Regions from separate parts of the Hordeum vulgare genome. Here region 1 is linked to region 2. A link is a contact called in public Hi-C data. All regions are on one chromosome and are shown on one strand. The core of a region is the stretch at or near the end of the contact, and the rest is flanking DNA. Distances in the headings are between cores, read along the strand shown.

Region 1 (2,700 bases), core at 61-2,560, 81 kb after region 2:
GACTAACCCACATGTGCAACGTGAAATTCATGAGCTCTTAGCCATCCTAAGTATAATGAATTAATGATATTCACTTGATTGGGTAATGCAACGTAACACTCAGCTACTTTTGTTTCCAAGAGAAATAACCCAACCACGTGTTTAATAGAACAACGATGCGTCCATGCATGGGTGACGCGATACTAATGAAGATATTAACAACGAGCACAATAAATAACTTGGAAAAGATCCTTTCCTCACAGGGAAATTCCTCAGCGATTAATTCATAAAAATCGCCTATTCACCCCCTCTAGTCGATATAACGCACTTTCACAAACCTTCAAAGCTTTATTCAACTCGTTGATAGTGTCCACCCACTTGTGCATCTCTTCCTCAATGGTTATGCGTTCATGGTTTCGTTGCCGCTTTGGTCACATGACTCGAAGAAGATAATCTGTGCCATCCTACAATACGAGGAACAAACTTACGCCGCTTGGATGTACCCGTAACAATTGATCGACTAACCCACATGTGCAACGTGAAATTCATGAGCTCTTAGCCATCCTAAGTATAATGAATTAATGATATTCACTTGATTGGGTAATGCAACGTAACACTCAGCTACTTTTGTTTCCAAGAGAAATAACCCAACCACGTGTTTAATAGAACAATGATGCGTCCATGCATGGGTGACGCGATACTAATGAAGATATTAACAATGAGCACAATAAATAACTTGGAAAAGATCCAATTGATTCGACGGATCAAATTTTGGACGTGCTCGCTCGATTATGTAATATACACTCGCAAATGACAACCACCCACTCGTGTAAAAGCTCGTAAAGACAGCTACTCCGTAACGGACAATTAAATAGCAACATGTAGTAACACATCTAACGGACAATTAAATAGCAACCAGTAGCATCAATAACACACACGTGCCTTCCAATTACACACCAAGTGCAAAATCATACTCCATGCAAAAATAAGATTTAAAGGGTCCCTTGGCCATACACGGTTGCTCCAACGAGACGACGCATAAGAATACCCACACAAATTATATATAAACCCTAAAAGACCATATGCCTGCCCGTTTCCAAATTCCACACACAAAACACACATCATGTACATACAAAATGTACACGGCATTTTACCAAATCAGGTCCACTTTTGAATTCAAATCTGTAGAGCGAGGCATGCACGGTGGATTTTAAACTAGACCAGAATCAAGATCCATAGGGCTATCCATCATCTCATCCATGGGGCGGAAGAGTGGGGATGGGGGGGAGGAACCAGGGCAATATAAAAGAGAGAGGGGGAGAGGAGGGGGCGGCGAAGGAACAACACAGCCAAGCCAACAGGAGAGCGAAAAGCAGGGAGAGAGCGGAAAGCCCACCACCTTCCTTGGATCCACAACCCACCCCACACCCCACACACGCCACTCCCTTCCCCTCCCCCCTCCCTCTCTCTCTTCCTCTCCCATCGAGTATTATAGTCTTGGTCTATTCGAGTCCTACCAGTAAGTAGCAGCGAGGCGAGAGCGAGGCGAGCGGAGCGGAGGAGGTGGTGGTAGTGGGGAGGAAGCAGCCGCAGCGGGGGAGTAAGGGAGGGAGATCTAGCCGGAGGAGGAGGCGCGCGCAGGCAGGCCGGCGTCCATGGGGGCTCGCTGCTCCAAGCTCTCCGCCTGCTGGTGGCCGCCGCACTTCAAATCGCCCCGCCTCGGTAAGCAAACCCCCACCCGCCCACCAACCTCTCCCCCCCCCCCCCCCCCCCCCCGCCCGCCCGCATTGGCCGCTCGCCCGCCCTCGGATTCGGGCCGCCCTTCTCCTCCCCTCGTGCTCGCCGATGCGTTTCGTGTTTTCCGGCCGCGGTTGGCGGCGTCGGCCCCGCATTTGGGGGTCCTGGCCTCCTCGCGTTTTTTTTTTCTCGGGCCAATTTCTCGCTGGCTGGCCTTGCTTGCTCCTGTTCGGTGGGTGGGGGGCTCGATCCGCTTGCTGATCCCGACGCGCGCGCGCACGCGCTCACCTGTTTGTCTTCGTGCCCCCTGCAGAGAACGGCGCCGCCGGGGAGGACGGCAGCGGCGTCCCCGTCTTCGCGGAGTACAGCCTCGACGAGCTCCGCGCCGCCACCGACGGCTTCGCCACGGACCGCATCGTCTCCGAGCACGGCGAGAAGGCGCCCAACGTCGTCTACCGCGGCACCCTCTTCAGCTCCGGCGCCACCGTCGCCATCAAGCGCTTCGGCCGCTCCGCCTGGCCCGACGCGCGCCAGTTCGTGGTTCGTGCTCCTCCTTCCTTTGCTTTGCTTTGCTTTGCTTTGCTTCGCTTTGCTTCACGGGGTGGATCGTCGTCTCGTACGCAGCAGCGTTCGGCTAGCCTCTGCTGCAGAGTCTGAACTGAATTTGGCTTCTGTTCTCGTGTGCGCAGGAGGAGGCCAGGGCCGTTGGGCTGCTGCGGAGCGGTCGCCTGTCCAACCTCATCGGTTGCTGCTGCGAGGGCGGCGAGCGGCTGCTCGTCGCCGAGTTCATGCCGCATGATACCTTGGCAAAGCATCTCTTCCACTGTATGTCTGTTACTCGCTCCTTTCCTTGTTCCAACTGTGTTGTATGCAATCACAAATGTGGTCCATGCTAGTGTTGTTTCTGGACGTGATTTACCAGTGTAGGTAATTTATGTTTTTCACACTTCTTTCCTTGTTCCAAGTATGTAATCACAAATGTGG
Region 2 (2,700 bases), core at 90-2,589:
CTAGTATTTTCAAAAAATGGTTATACTTTTCAAAATAAATCAAAATTTAAAAAATCTATTATAATTAATTGTTCACAAATTTTGAAAATAGTTCATGTTTCAACAATCTTTCACAAAATGTTTATTTTTCATCAGTTCAAAAAAGTTCACAAATTTCAAAATCCATTTTTTTCACATATTGTTTGGTATGTTTTACTTTAAAGTGTTCACAACTTTTTGAAAATTTGTTTGGAATTTTAGAAAAAAAATCTGCTGTAAAAACGTGTTCACAATTTTTCAAAATGTTCATGCTTCCCTTTATGAAGGAGAAAACAAATTGTGTTTTTGAATTATTACTTTTTACAAAAAATGTTCGCATTTCAAAAAATTATTTATGTTTTCAAAACATTCTGTAGGTTAAAAAATGTTCACATTTGCAAAAAATGTTCTAGTTTTCAAAACTTGTTCTCATATTTAAAATTTGTTTTGTGTGTTCAATTTTATCCGGAGATATTTGAAAAACATGTGCCTCTTTCCAAAACTTGTTCACATATTTTCAATTTGTTAATAGTTTAAGAAAAATGTTCCAGATATAAAAATATTTTTATATTCTAAAATATTCTCTTATTTTTCGAAATATTTGAGGTTATTCAAAATTTTCTCACAAAATTTTGAACAGTGTACATGTTTTGTTAAACATTATTTTTTGCAAAATAATTATGATATCGATTAAACATCAACAAAAATTGTTTGGGTTTTTTAAATCTGTTCGCAAATTTCAGAAAATGTTCATGTTTCCCAAAGTTGTTCGTATCTTCAAATTTGTTTGGATGATTTAAAAATTGTTCATGTTTGTAATAATTGTTCACGTTTTTTAAAATTATCACAAATTCAAATTATCTTCGAAATTTTCAATGCAATTCCTATAAATTTTATTCTTAAATAAACAAAATATTCATGTTTTCGAAAAAATAAAAATCCAAAAAAATTGTTCACATTTAAAATTTTGCTTTTGATTTTCAAAAAACGTTCCTGTTTACTTTTTTTGTCTTTTAAAACATTGTTTGTGCTTTCAATTTTTTTCTTAGAATTTCAACCTTGTTCATTGGTTTCAAAACAGTTCACTGTTTTCAGAAAATGTGAGTTTCCTAAAATGAATTCACGGATTCGAGAAGTGGTTGAGCTTCACAGAGTAATCCCGTTTTGTAAAAGTTTGAAATTTAAAATGATTCGCGCTGGCACATGCTCTAGACAGGAACCAACATTCGCTCCCTTGTCTAGCAACACTCGCCCATGTACATGAGTACATGAGTTCCTGAGTTTGAATCCAGCCGAGCGCATTACTTTTTGCGATTTTAGCGGTATAGAAGCCTGCTCATGACACCCTCTAATGGGTCAGCCCAGTCATCCTCGCTCTTGTGCATCGAGGATATAATTGATGCAGAACAGAATAGGAGGCCTCTTGTTCCTACATACACGGCCGTAGCAGCTCTCCCCTAAAAAAAGTCGAGAGAATTTCTTATTTGATCATTTCTTAAAGGTTGGTTTCCTTTTGGCCCAAAATTTTGTGTTCTCCCTTTTTTGACATTTAACTCCCGTTAGTTTTGGCTAGTAATGGTGTTAAGTCTGGCCTAAAAAGACTATTTTACCCCTAATGTAGTATGTGAGGAGATTATTTACATGCAAACACAATGGTAACATGGTCTATTTTTGTGTCGAATAGTAAATAAAGAAGTGTTGGCACCGGCCTGACCTCAACGCTGTGATCGTCGCGTATTTTTAGGTGAGACATAAGTATAAGCTATTACGGCGGACTGCTTCCGGCCAATCGAGCGTAGTACACAACAAGCCTACACGTATCAGGGCAGGCACGCACACAGCTGGGACATCACGCACGGGTAAGAGCAACTCTATCAGACCCAGCATCCTGCTGGTCCGCAAAACGCTTTTGCAGTTTGCGGAAAACAGCTTTTACGGACCGGGAAAGACGGTTGCAGATGTAGACCCCCAAAACGGACCCGTATAAAAGTATATTCGTCAAATATGCTTTTATATGGATCGGTTTTGCGATGTTTGTTCTTGCACCGCTGCTTTCCGCATCTCATCGGCCCGCAAGATATCAAATCCATCATAATACAACAAACGGAAGCAAACTAAATAATTATTTAAATTCAACACAATACAACAATCATCCACATTACAAATAATTATTCAAATCTTAAATAATGCAATACAAATCCTGTGATGAATACGAATATAAATGAATACAAAGATGAGTTACTGTCCAGCTCTTTGCCAATGGTGCTCAACGAGATCCTCCCGAAGTTGAAAGTTTGTGTTTGCATTTTTAACCTTCTTGTATGTGTGAAGAAAAGCTCTAATGCGGTTAGGGTCTCTAGCTGGTTTGACACGGCTACCCACATTGTTATAGAAGAATTTCAAATTCATTCCTCTCTCATTTTCAAGAATCATATTGTGAAGGATAACACAACATGTCATGATATATTTCAAGGTTTTCCTATCTCAAAACCGAGCAGGACCACGGACAATGACAAACCTAGATTGCAAAACACCGAATGCTCTTCCAATGTCTTTTCGGGCTGCCTCTTGCACCCTTGCAAATTCACACTATTTTTTAGTTTTGGGTTCTTTGATGCTCTTGACAAATGTGCATCAAGAAGGGTATATATCATCTGCAAGATGGTACCCTTTTATGTATTC

What was found. A called contact is a pair of places that touch in the nucleus more often than the background predicts.
Region 1: a contact with region 2 is called in a Hi-C map of leaf, with 2.5 times the contacts expected there. The contact joins the promoter of LOC123453110 here to the enhancer-like site in region 2. A contact is called at or near these places in 2 of 6 Hi-C or Micro-C datasets (leaf and seedling) and 1 of 1 datasets of contacts at active chromatin or transcription factors (embryo).

What each region holds. Positions count from the first base shown.
Region 1 is chr5H:566,138,382-566,141,081 of MorexV3_pseudomolecules_assembly, forward strand. LOC123453110 (serine/threonine-protein kinase BSK5-like) reads left to right here and starts at 1,311. Exons shown (of 10, transcript XM_045129875.1): 1 at 1,311-1,701; 2 at 2,030-2,256; 3 at 2,406-2,541. The coding sequence starts at 1,635.
Region 2 is chr5H:566,057,827-566,060,526 of MorexV3_pseudomolecules_assembly, forward strand. No RefSeq gene overlaps it. Among protein-coding and RNA genes, the nearest start is that of LOC123453109, 72 kb to the left of the region's middle. Within about 2 kb of position 1,340, at least 2 of the 3 cell types and tissues checked have open chromatin away from gene starts, as enhancers often do. A contact at or near this core is called in leaf, where this site is marked.